Regions from separate parts of the Mus musculus genome. Here region 1 is linked to region 2. A link is a contact called in public promoter capture Hi-C data. All regions are on one chromosome and are shown on one strand. The core of a region is the stretch at or near the end of the contact, and the rest is flanking DNA. Distances in the headings are between cores, read along the strand shown.

Region 1 (6,536 bases), core at 2,965-5,464, 210 kb before region 2:
TCTCTGAGTTCTAAGATACAGCAAGTACTATATTATAACTGCTGTAATCAATAATGTTTTAATATCTATAACGTGTAGGACCATCCAACAACTTTATGACAGACTTGCACTATTACATTTCTTTCTGGGAGGGGGGAGAGAGGGAAGGAGACAGGGTTTCTCCAAGTAGCACTGGCTGTCCTGGAACTCACATTGTAGATAAACCATGCTGGCCTCAAACTTAGTGATCCACCTGCCCCTGCCTCGATCTCTACCCTCTGTCCCCTGTAGAGCCTCTGAGCCTCCGCACCTCTGCTTCTGCCTCTGTTGGGATTAAACCCATGTGCCAACAGCACCCAACTGCCCTATTACATTTCAATGGACACCAAAATATAAAGGAACCAAACCAGCATCATATTGTGGAATAAAATTCAGTAAGAAGAAAACAGCTCAAAATAGGTCCATGCTCCAGGCTTTGGTGGCGCATGTCTTTAATCCCAGCACTTGGGAAGCAGAGGCAGGTGGATTTCTGAGTTCAAGGCCAGCCAGGTCTACAGAGTGAGTTCTGGGACAGCCAGGACTATACAGAGAAACCCTGTCTAAAAAAAAATTGGCCCGTACATCTACAGGCTGGATAGGATTAAGCAGTTTTCACATTAAGATTCAATGGTCAGTAAATCATATCATGCTTAACTACTAGCCAATAAATAAAAATAAATAGAGATCGTTATACCTTTACAACATTAACAAATATTCCTGTTGGTTTAAAGATTACATTGTGGGGTTGTTTGAGAAAGTCTTGCTATAGTCTTGGCAGGCCTCTGCCTCCCAAGTGGTAGGATTAAAGACCTATGCTTCTCCCAGCTTCACTTTGAATTTTTGGCCTCTTTATGTTTTTGAGCAAACTAAGCTTAAAATAATTAATTACAATAATAGGAAACTAACATATATTGAGTACTTTACCCAATGTGAGCAAATTTACATTCCTTTACAGTACACTCTGATCATTAATAAGATGGATCATTCTCTGAACAAAAGCCAAAATAAATCTTAATAAAAGAAAAAAGATTCAAGTCAGGAGAAGTATGTTCTCTGACTATATGTTCACTCACTACCTGGAACATGACAACTGTTTTATGAACCTTCATGTATGTTGAAACTTATCCAATTGGAGTTGTCTCTCTCCATCTGTGGATTCAATCAACTGTAGATAAAATACATTCAAAGAACATGCACAGATATTATTCTTGTCACTATTCCCTAAACAACAACGTAGAACAACTGTATAGAATTTCTAGTGTATTTGCACAGTATTTACCATGTGTCTAGAGATGGTTAAAGTAACCTGAGAATGTGGATAGATTATATGCAGACACTGTGCCATCTTGTGTAAGGACATTGAGGATCCACATATTTTGCTGTTAGGGATCCTAAAACCACTTCCTCAGGATACAGAGGAGTGACACTGTGGTTTAAAATGCATGCAGTTTATCATCACAATATTCCTTGATAAAAAACAAAGTGATGCTAACAGCACTTAAGCTGAAATTGGGAAAAACTGAAAAAAGACATCTTAAGGTTAAGTACGGTCGATGGAAAATTTTTCCTACAGGTGACCTACAGAATAAAGCCTTCACACGTCTCATTAAGTATTTGAGTTCTTTCATAGTCTTACCTCATTCAATTTTATTTTATTTTTTAACGTTTTCAAAGTAAGCCATCTCCTCCAAATCTTTCTGATTCTGTGACTATTACCAGTGCTCATCTGCACACCTACACTCTGCTCCTCACACGTCTTACTCAAATATTCAAATCTCACTTGTCCTCGAGAGAATATAATTCTACGTCCTTCATGTAACTCTCTGTCCTCTGCAAACCATACATCTCTCTCCATTCCCTAAGTTCTGCAGCACTCACTTCACCTTTGTACTCCTCCTGCTTTGACTTTTATTGGCCAATTTACTGTCAAATAAAGACTTATGCTGTGCTGCTGCTGCTGCCTCTCCTCCTCCTCCTCCTCCTCCTCCCTCCTCCCTCTCCCTCCTCCCCCTCCCCAGCAGTGTTACAAGGCACTGGGTAAGAGGTAAGTGGTGAATGACTGCTGAAGCTGTTGAGGCCGAGCAGGACCCAGGTGAGATCACAGGACAGATGAGAGCCCAGAGAAAGCTCACCAACAATGATTTGGGAGTCCACATACTTGACAATAAAAACACATTATTCTGAGAAGGGACATGGCACTTGGGAAAATCTCAACTTACCCGAAAACTAGATGGTAGGAGTAGGGGACGTCCCTCGTGGAGACTGGCAGAGTCTGCAAAGGACAGACCTAAAAAGGAAGAGGCCAGGCTAAATATGACCAGATCTGCTGCTGCCAGCAATCCAGAAAAATGTTTTACTTTTCTTCCTGGAAATAACAACTATGTCTCCCCTTCCTTTATATGTCAGAATCCCCCAACCCCCTAAAAGGTTCAACTGAGGCCTCTGTACCATCCTGAGAAGGCTCAGCAGAAACAAACAAACAAACAAACAAACACACAAACAACAAAAACCAAACTCTGCCTTAATATTCATCTTTGTCTCTTGACACTTCACATGGTTCATACAGAGAAATGTGAAGTCCTCATTGATGAAGCAAGGCACTCTTGCTGAGTCCTCTCTGCTTCACATAAAGCATGAGTAAACAGTAGGGTATAATAGTGCATGCCTTTAATCCCAGCACTAAGGACGCAAAACCTTGTGGGTCCCAGTGAGTTTATTCAGTGACACTCTCCCATACCTAACGAAAGTAAAGACATGCAAGCACACACTTATACACATAAAACAAAATCTTTTTAAAAAAATTAACAAAAATGTGATAAGGGAAAGATAGTAATAGATCATACTCTTAGGTATTTTTAAAAGGACATTTAAAGAACTGTTTAGTTTTAGGCATTGCAATGTAAGAAATATGCTAACTAGGAAAAGACTACTCAAAGAAGTCTAGCGATCTTATATGGACCTATCATAGGAAATGAGACTTAGGCTGCTTGACAGGGAACTTAGGAGTTCTAACAGCTGAATTCACAGGTAACGGCATCATTGTAAAATTACTGACAGTATCTGGTGCTTTTAAGATCTACACACAGGTTACAGGACTAGGCACTGTTAGTAAAAGGAACTAAAAAACAAGGAAACATTTGCACCCAAATGGTGAGTTTAAGTCCACACACACACTTGCACCAGAACAAGCTTGAAAAAATTGCTTTCTGCAAGATATTTCAAAACTAATCTTTGCAATAAGTTAAAACACCTTTTTTTTTCTGACTAAAGTTTTCTATTCGGAAATGTAATAAAAGAGAAATGTCAAGAGGATCAGATATTCTGAACTGTTGTTCCTTTTCAAATTCTGATGTCCAGAACTCAGAATTAATTCTTTCAAGCCTCTTTCGATGATGTAATTAGGTTTCTTTACCCCTGGCCACATTACTTCTTCCTCCCACCTCTCAGTTCGCCATACACCAGTCCTCTCTGCCCTGGCCATTGCCATTACCTGCCATCCCAGGAGCTCTACGTCTTCCGCTAGAACTTGGACACGTGGATACCTGGGCAGCTTCAGTTTGGGACTTGGATGTCCCGCTCTCCTTCCAGAGTAGGTGTCTTATGCTCTACGAGACTGGCCTACCAGGCACAGGATACACTCTGCAGCACGCGTCTTACAGTCGCACCTCAGACTCGTACAGAGTAGCCAAGAGGTCCTGTCCAAGATCGGACGTGCACAGGGGAAGTTTGGATTGCTACAAGAAACAAAAAGTGAATAGGGAGCGAACAGCTCTGCCTCGCTGCAGTAGAGACTCTGGGCGCCCACCTAGTCTTGGCCACCCGCCCTCCACAGGGTCTGCGATCTCCCACTTTCCCAGGCGGCCAGACACACCTGTTGCGGGGCACACCAGAAAGGCGGGCTGCTCCGCATTTTGCTGGCCCGGCCCAGAACAAAGGAACAAAGCCTTGGGGAACCCGCGGTCCCCGGCAACGCCGAGGGGAGGCGCGCCCCCTTCCCTGACTCCCCGGCTTCCTCCCGCGCATGCCGCACTACGCGAGCCCGCAAGGTGACGTCACACACCCAAGGCGCTGGTGGTTGCCATGGTGATACCTGGACTCCAGTCTTGTGACGCACTCCAAGGATCCTGGATCCAGATGACCTGGGATGGTCATCAAAACTCAGGCTGTGAGTTTACGCCGTGGGACGAGCCAAACGCCCACCCCTTTCCACGCCCACAGTCGGCTTAGCGGTCACTTCCGGTCGCGTAGACCCTTTCCCTTGGTTTCCCCCTCCCCGCAACACACAGGAGCGCCTCACCGGGGAACACAAAGGACCACAATTCCCAGAATGCAACGCGCAGTGTTTCTGAATTACTTTTCCCAGGTTTCCACAAATGCTGCAGTCCCTCCTGGTGGCTCGGGAGGTTGAACCTGCCTACCGTTTGTGTCCAGTGATTTGGATTGTGAGCAGAGGTGGCCATATATAGCGTTTGTAACCAATATTCACACACCCTCAGGGTTTTGGGCGGAGATGTTGGGGGCAGTACCATGCCCCTCAGGCTGGTCTCGAACTTGCTATATACATGTGGCTGGCCTTGAAATCCTGATCCACCTTCTCCACCTCCTAAGGATCTGACCTCCCCTCACAGAGAATTTCAAAATGCAAGCGTACATTTCATCGTTCAACCCTACTTTTATTACCTGGTTGGTCTGCATTCTCATTTATATGGTATTTGTCGTTTTGAAAATATTTTTTCGTTTTCATGTCTTCGAAAAACGACTCTCATTTTTTTTTTAAATACTAAAGAAGCCGGGAGAAGGTGATGGTACAGTATTTTACATACTGCACGTTTCCTTGCCTAGCACTTAAAGCATATCCATTAGTGCTCTAGACGAACACAGAAGATTGCAACAAATAGGTTTTTATGTTTCAAAGATGTGGCCCACTCATCTAAGGGCTTCTGTTCCTCCCCAGTTATTTGACAGAAGGGCTAAAGTGGCTCCCCTCCTTAGCTGAGAGCACCAGACCTGGAAATGATAATGCTACACATGAAAACTTTAAGGAAAGGGGATGATATTTAGAGAAATGGTTGCAACAAGACATTCGATAAAAAAGAGAATGCAAACAGCAATCATGTTTAGTTTTTTTTTTTTAATTGATTTTATGTGTCTGTTTGTGGGCATATGTGAAGGGACATGCTTTGGTGTCCAGAAAAGGATGTAGGAGCCCTTGGAACTAGAATTTATAGAAGACTGCATGCTTAGGACCAGACTTCTAACACTAGCTTTTCTGTTTGCTGGCTAGGAGCACCTCACAGGTTTTGGTTCTGGGAATGGGGCTCTGTTGAAATAAATGCCTGGACACATGAAAGTGACTTTGAAATTTGATTATGAGTAGAAGCTAGAAGAATTACTGAGTTATAGCATTTAAACTAAATTATTCTTAAAAGATGGATGCTGGGGATGGTGAGATAGCTCAGCGGGTAAGAGCACTAACAGCTTTTCAGGAGGTCCTGAGTTCAAATCCCAGCAACCACATGGTGGCTCACAACCATCTGTAGTAACATATGAGGCCCTTTTCTGGTGTCTAAAGACAGCTACAATGTACTTACATATAATAAATAAATTATTTTTTAAAAAGTCTCAAATGCCTTTAAAAAATGGATGCTATATAGACATTAGATTCTAGTGATGACTCAGATGGAAGTGAGGTGCATGGGAAACAGCTACAGTCATCTTTCATATATTCTCATGGTTAGGACAGTCAACCACATGTCTGTTTACTACACTGAAAAATCCAGACTGGGAGATATTTGAAAACTGTAATGACAATTTTGGAATTTTGGTTGTTTTTTTGTTTTTTTTTTTTTTTTTTTTTTTAAGAAATATAAGAATGTGTTCTAGTTTTAATCCCAGGTGTGGGATTACGAGGCTGCTTCAGACTGTCCAAAGCAGTTGATTATGATTTACCTCATGCTCTAGCAGAGGCATGGTTTTGCCAGCTGCAGATTGTTTCTGCAACTATGTGACGTTTGGGATTTTAGGAACCTTTCAAACGCTAGGGCACTGAGAGGTGGGGTTGGTGGTTGGTGGTCATTCAGATTGGTTGTAGTTTGTTAGTCATGCTCAAGAAGAAATAAGAAAAAAAATAGATTCAGATCTCTCCCTCTCCCCCTCCCCCTCTCCTTCTCCCTTCCCCTTCCCCCCCCCTCTCTTTCCTTCTTTCTCTCCTATCCAGTGATAGGGGATGAAACCAAGGGAATAAAGGGTGGGAAAAAGAAGAGTCCACAAGTAGCAAAGTAGCAAAGACCAGGTACAAAAAAACACTTGCCTATTAAAGTATTTGTACCAAAAATATAAAAAGAGCTTTTAGAAGTAGAGGAACAGGTGGTTCAGTGGTAGTTTTTGCTTAGTCCTGGTTTTAAAATCCAGCAGCAAAATAAACTGTTATTTTAATAATATTCTTAACAATGCTCAATAAACCATCCAATTTAGAAAATAGGCCAAACCTCAAAACTTTTAACACCTCACCAAAGATG
Region 2 (7,220 bases), core at 3,356-5,855:
GAAATGGAGGCTGCTGCAGAAGCCATGGAGAAATGCTTTCCTACAGAAACCAGGATTAGTAACCCAGGGATGGCACCGCCCACAAAGGCTGAACCTGCCCGCATTGATTGTTAATTGAGAAAATGCCTTACAGCTGGATCTCATGGAGGCATATATATATATATATATATTTTTCCATCTGAGGTTCCTTCCTTTGTGAGGACTCTTGCTTGTTGTCAAGCTGACACACAAAACAAGCCAATTGTTTTGTCAACTCGACATACAAACACATCACCACTAAGCTATAACCCTTCCTTTCTTATTCACCCTGTCTAGGGGCTTGCTTTGCCTTGAGTTTGGTTTAGGTCTAGAGGGGAGCCTTGACTGACATCAGATTTGTCTTGCCTGATATTTCCTTCAGAGAAAAATCAGACAATAAAGGATTAATTTTCTTAGTTGTAAAAGGCAATATTTCAAGCAGTGGGGCTGACCTCAGCTGAGGTAAACTCTTGAGAATCTGAGGACTCAAAGTTCTCAGCTTCAACAGGGTCCTCCCACACATCCCCACCCCATGTCATAGGATCCCATCCTTTGCCAACAAATGCCCTTACTTTACCTGCTGGCCCCTCTGAGACTGAGGCTTGGATTTCTGCTGTAATCCAGGCAACCTTACAATGAGAGCTTTGGTTTGATGTTCTGCGACTCAAGCTCTATGGCTGTTGGAGAGAAGATTCTCTTTACTTAAAAACCTTTACATTGTTTGATTTGCATCTGGAGCTCATGGAGATCAGTCCGACCCTTTATCAGTTTATCCAGAAATGCTAAGAGCAACTAAACAGCAAAAGCATTTTCCTCCCCCCTCCCCTCCCCCCCTCAACCCAAACCGTAGAAAGTTTCATATATCTGGTCACCAAATCTATTACCACACACAACCGATGATCAAGATAATCAAAGGCATTTACCTCTTTAAGTTTGAATTATAGTTTCCACCATAGGCTTTCAATACGCTCTGAGCTCCCAGGAGAGAGAGACTGAGTGATAGGTTTCTTCAGTAGCTGACGGTGCTGGCAAATTAAAAGCCTATTCCAAACACTTAAAAGATTCATCCTTATACTTCTACTCCTCTATAACTAGTTCTGGTACCACTTCTCCTGCTACCAGGGTTCTCTAGAGTCACAGAGCTTATAGAATGTCTCTCCCTATTTATAGGTTTTTTTTCTTTCTTTCTTTTTTTTTTTTTTTAAATAACTTACAGGGTTCAATCCAACTGATCTAACAATGGCCAGCTGTGAATAAATATTACAGGAATCTAGTAGTTGCTCAGTCCCACAAGGCTGGGTGTTTCAGCTGGTCTCCTATATAAGCTGGAATCCAGATGAAGTATGCTCCAACAGATATGCTTATAAACAGGCATAGAAGAAAAAAATAAACCCTTCCTTTTTCTATTGTCCTTATGTAGGCTTTCAGCAGATGGTATGGTCTAGTTAAAGAGTGCTTCAAGATCTGGATTAAAGGTGTGTGTTGATACAGATTAAGACTGTGTGTCATCCCACATCAAGACCTGGATCAAACACTTGTGTCTCCCAGCCTCCATATCTGGAGCAAAGGCTACAGGTCACAGGTCTGCCCTCCATTTCTGGATTGTAGTTCATTCCAGATATAGTCAATCTGACAAACTGACAATCGAGAATAGCCATTACACTCTCCCAGAAAGTAATTAGAAAAATACATTTCCTTCGAAATACTCCCAATTAAGTATTCAGAAATACACCAACAGCAGCAGCAGCAGCAGCAACAAAAATCCAAGACCTCTGCAACAAAAGCTTTAAAATAGTGAAAAAGGAAAGCATAGTGAAATGAGTAGGGTAGTGCTGTGTTGGTCCTGACTCTATTTTCTGTCTGTGTAGACACTTCTCTGCTTCTACAGTGGCTTTGTCTACCTTGGGAACACATTTGCATTGACAATGATCCTGACCACTGTCCAGATGTATTAACCAAAGTAGTTAATGTTTGTACAAGCAAAACATAAACTCAAACAACTGTTAAAGAGATAAGTCAAAATGGTCATGTTTGTTCTTCCTGAACAGCTGGAAGCCTACTCCGACCCTCACATAAGAGTGATATAATTGTGGTCTTTTGCTTCTAAGTACATAGTTCTCTGAGTTTCCAACACCAGGAGACTTTCTTGGTTGCTGTCCAAAAAATAAACCTTTAATTTGGCCTTATATGTATAATTATGATGGTTTGTAACTTTCTCACTTAAAATATAACAGAAAATAGTAGAAAGTGAAAAAAAATTTTTATACAGAAATAATACTATAAAATATCTACAATTAATATACAGAATTAATGCAATACCTATGAAACTGTCCATGTCACATTTTACAAGCTTAGAAAAAATAATGCAAAAATCCAATAGAAACAAAAAAGAGCCAAAGCAATTGTAATGAGTAAGAAGAACGCTAATGTCATCACCTTACCTCAAGTTGTACATAGAGCTATAGTGATAGAGACAGCCTGGTGCTGGAATTAAAAACAACAACAACAACAACAACAACAACAACAAAAAGCAGAAAATCCAGTGGAATAGAATAGAGGACCTAGAAATAAAAAGGCAAAGCTATACCCACCTAATTTTTGTCCTAAAGTGGGAAAAACATGCTTTGGGGAAAGCCTGGCCAACATTGCTGGTAGAACTGGATTTCTGACTGTGGAAGACTGGAAATGAATTTGTATCTTTCATCTTGTGAAAAACTCAGTTCAAAATGGGTCAAAGCCCTGAAACATTTAAACTTTTAGAAGAACACAAAGGGAATGCCCCTGAAGATACTGTGGTAGGGAAAAATTTTTAAATAGAATAAAAACAGCACAGGATCTAAGGTCAAGTTTCAACAGATGGTATAACATGAAAAGTTTCTCTACTGCAAAGCAAACAATCAGAACAGCAAATGGACAACCTACAAAATGGGATCAAATCTAGGCTAGCTCTGTATAAGACTGGAGATTATGTCCAGGATTTACAAAGAACTCAGGAAGTGAATGCTAGAAAAATGAAGCTGCTGATCAGCACATAACTTGAATCAATAGTTTTCAAAACAAAGGTAAGTGGTCAGTGACTATTGTTAAGTGCTCAACAATAATCCAAGACATCAGGGATATGCAAATTAAAACTATTTAATGTGTGAAGTGGTTTGAGATACCACTTCAGTTAGGATGAAAGCCATCAACAAATGTTGGCAAGGATGTGGAGGGAACTCTGATTTACTGGTATTGGGGTGCGGGGTGGGGTACAAATCAATACAGCCACTGTGGAAATCAGTTCGGATATTCTCAAAAAATTAAAAATAGAACTCCAATATGACAAAGTTATTTTAAACCTGAGCATATATTCAAAGAATATAGAGAATCATAGAGATATTTTTTTACCTCAATGTTAATTACTGCTTTATTCACAATAACAAAGAATTGGAATCAACCTAGTTGCCCATCTACAGAGAAATGGATAATGAAAAATTTGTTAATCAAGCAAACATACATAAATATTACTCATCTCTAAAGAAAAATGAAGTCATAAAACATGCAGGAAAATACATGGAATTAGAATGTGTATTAAGCAAAACCACATGCTCTCTCCCATGTGGAACAGACTAAACGCAAGCATTGGACAACTTAAATTGTTTCTATTGACATTTATGTGGAAGTGTAAACGTAGTAACAGTGTACCTTCATTAACTGTTGACTCTTGGCCGTTTTATGATTTATTAATTAAAGTTTTATGGCTTATAAAAACTCAATTCAGAAATTCACACCTCCCCCATATTGGCAGTTTTATTCAGAATTTTATTGCATCCGAGACAGCATAGTTTATAAAGCCAGATCAACCTCATTCTACACAACTGAATGTACAAATCCTGAACTTAAGTGGTCTGTCGCAAGGTATGAAATGACTTAAGTAGGGAAGCATCCTTAAGAGGTGGAAGCAGAAAAATGGGCAAGTATAATAAAACTGCCTAGAACAAATAAAAAGAGTGAAACCATGTGAACACCTAGTGAACTCACCACTTGACAGGACTATTCAGCTTTCCTAGCATTGTTCCGCATGCAAATTAAGCACATACATGTTCGTTCTGATTGGACAACCTGTTACGAGCCGTTTTCACTCCAGTTCTCAGTTAACAAGCGTCAGCTCTTCTGTAAAAGATGTGGTGGTCCTGAAAAGGACCTTTAGGGAAATATAGTGTAAGCGAGCAGCTTAGCCGCCGAACCCGTAGAGGGTGCGGCCCTGGCGCTTGAGCGCGTAGACCACGTCCATGGCGGTGACGGTCTTGCGCTTGGCGTGCTCCGTGTAGGTGACGGCGTCGCGGATCACGTTCTCCAGGAACACCTTCAGCACACCGCGGGTCTCCTCGTAGATGAGGCCGGAGATGCGCTTCACTCCCCCGCGCCGGGCCAGGCGGCGGATGGCGGGCTTCGTGATGCCCTGGATGTTGTCGCGCAGCACTTTGCGGTGGCGCTTAGCGCCACCTTTACCGAGCCCTTTCCCGCCCTTACCTCTGCCAGACATGACTGCACTCAGGACAGCTCAGAACAGAGATGCTGACCGGGAGCCTGAGCGCCGTCTTTTTATACTGTAGCGGGCGGACCGAAATGAGAACCTGCAGGGAGGAGGCGGGAAGTTGCGCCCGCGGCCGTGGGGGAGGGGAAGACTTACCAAAAAGAAAAAGGGCGCCTTTTGTTTCCCTGTCTGTGCTTTCTGAGGGAACTAGCTCCTCACGCCCTTTTAAGAGTTTGGAGAATCGAGCGCACAATCAGTACACTGATTGCACAAAATACAGAAAGCCAAGCGGCCCCTTAACAACCGGTAACCCCGTCCAGAGAGGACACTGCAGGCGGCTGCTAAGGCGCTTTGGTGCTCAGTACACACTTTCCACCGTGCAAACCGTGCTCTGAATTACCTTGTGTTCCTTCTCTATTGTAACCGCATTTCAATTTTTTTTTTTAGTTCAAACTTCCAAAAGGCCATTTTAATATGTTTATAAGAATTTATAGAAACCTTTAAGCCGATTTCAGTTCACAGTTTGCTTGGACCCCTGCTCACACCACACAATCTGGGAAACCCTGTCTGCTGTCCTTCCCTCAACCCCATATGCTTGGAGAAAACTTCAGGCTAACATGTCATCACCCTCACCTAAGAGTTTCTGGCAACCAACCCTGGCTTGGAAAAGGGCAAGACAGGGTCTAAACACTATCTCAGTCGCCCTTGGGGTGCCTACTTCAAAATTTATCCAAAGTGGGCTGGAATCCAAAATGCCTGACTTTCCTTTGTTCTTTGGTCTGCCCTCAGTACACGCTGACCCGTCTGGATGGCCACTAGAGGGCACTCTTGACTATAACATCCTTCGTGATCTTGAAATTTTCTGCTGGTTTAAGAATGGTCTGGACTCCCTTTGTTCACGTTTTGGGGGAACTGAATTCTTGTCCCTCCGTCTGTAGTGCTCGATGGCTTAGGCCAAGGTTGCAGCATTTTCAGACATACAGGGACTCAGACCTCGAGCAACCGTCATCTGAATCACTGGGTCTCCACCCCTTCTCTTCTTCTCTCCCCCTCCTACACACTAAGTGCTTTGTCTAGTGGACAGCCTTCTTCTCTGCACCCAGGCCTTTCTCCTATTCCACCTAATCCTTTCCCAATCCCACCCCACCTCCCCCACCCCCCCCCCCCAAAAATCACATACTCTGCTTACTGAAGTCTTCTTGCCTATACCAATGCCTTCTGTCTTCCCCTCTGAGCTAAAGGCCATGCACAATTAGCCTCTTCCCCTTACCCACCTTCTTCCCCTCCTCCCTGCTCCTCCTTCTTCTTTACAGGTTCCACTTATAGGTTAACCCTCTCCCCTTTATCCACTTCCACCCTCCCTGCCTACTCTGCTTCCTGCCTCTACTTCGTTGCTGACACCCACACCCTGGCCCCATCCACACTGGCCTACTACCCCTGGAATCTCCCCTGTAGCCTCTTATACAGGGTCCCACCAAACCTGTGCTCCCTTCTGCCCTCTCCAGGAAGCAGTTGGAGTTGAGGGTGTTGTTGAGTTCATGTTCCTTTTCCTCCTCAAGACCTCCCCAGATTGAAAAACTGCTAGGATCCTTCTCTGTCAACCGGTCTGCCAGTGTTAAGGCGTTCCGGTCCCTTCGCCAGTCATTAACATGAGGCACGACCTTTATATCATCCAGGCCTCCACTCTCACTCTCACACAGTGTGAATGTGTGCCAGCCAGCAAGCAGACCAGACCCATCTAGTGGACGATTGATAGTGCTGTGCTTGTGAGTCAAGTTGACAAGGAGCAATTGTGTTGCTTTTGTGTGTCAGCTTGACACAAGCTAGAGTCATCAGAAAGGAAGTGGCTTCAGTTGAGAAAATGCCTCCATAGGATAGAGCTGTAAGGCATTTTCTCAATTAGTGATAGGTTGGGGAGGGCCCAGACCATTCTGTGTGGTGTCATCCCTGGGCTGGTAGTCCTGGGTTCTATAAGAAGGCAGGCTTAGCAATCCATGAGAAGCAAGCCAGTAAGCAGCACCCCTCCATGGCTTCTTCATTAGCTCCTGCCCTCAGCCCTGCTTGAGTTCCTGTCCTGACTTCCTCCAATGATGGACTGTGATCTGGGTGTGTAAGCCAAATAAACACCCTTCCCCCCAACTTGTGTTTTGGTCACAGCAGCAGAAACCCTAAGACACCGCAGCATCTCGTGTCTAAAGTCAACTGTGCTCTTCTGCCATAATATACTTGGGGATTCAACTTAGCCAGGGCTCTAAGACCCTTATCTGCAACTGTGTGTGGCCTCTGAGGGACCTACAGCCCCCAATGGTTGTGATCAGATTCTTTCATTTTTGTGACCTGGTTCTTCAGACATTGAATCCCCAGTGTTACTATTATGGCTAAGCCACTATACCAAGTGGCCAAGGAAACCCCCAATGGGACTCTCACTCACGTGGCTATATAGCTCTTTCAGAGTCTTCTTGGCCCTACTACCTCTTTATTGATGAGAGGCTGGGGGCAGCAACAGGTGTCCTGGCCCAACCTGTTATGCCCTCCCACCTGTCGCTTTTCTGTGTAGACAAATGGACCCTACTGTGTGCGGGTGGCAGCCATTTCTGCGGGCTCTAGCAGTGGTGCTGAACTCTCCCAAGAGGCTCTCAAAGTCTCCATGCTCCAGCCTGTTACTTTATACTCCAACAACACCTAT

What was found. Capture Hi-C pulls out chosen DNA fragments and counts their contacts.
Region 1: a contact with region 2 is called in a promoter capture Hi-C map of liver. The contact joins the promoter of Zfp184 here to the promoter of H4c11 in region 2. A contact is called at or near these places in 2 of 39 promoter capture datasets (the HPC-7 cell line and cranial neural crest), 1 of 484 Hi-C or Micro-C datasets (pre-B cells), 2 of 115 datasets of contacts at active chromatin or transcription factors (effector CD8 T cells and pancreatic cancer cells) and 2 of 9 other capture datasets (adipose tissue and liver).

Annotation. Positions count from the first base shown.
Region 1 is chr13:21,942,772-21,949,307 of GRCm38.p6, reverse strand. Zfp184 (zinc finger protein 184 (Kruppel-like)) reads right to left here and starts at 4,214. Exons shown (of 6, transcript NM_183014.1): 1 at 4,109-4,214; 2 at 3,509-3,752; 3 at 2,238-2,305. The coding sequence starts at 3,515.
Region 2 is chr13:21,732,419-21,739,638 of GRCm38.p6, reverse strand. It overlaps H4c11 (H4 clustered histone 11), which reads right to left and starts at 4,605. Exons shown (of 1, transcript NM_178210.2): 1 at 4,183-4,605. The coding sequence starts at 4,543. The coding sequence ends at 4,232.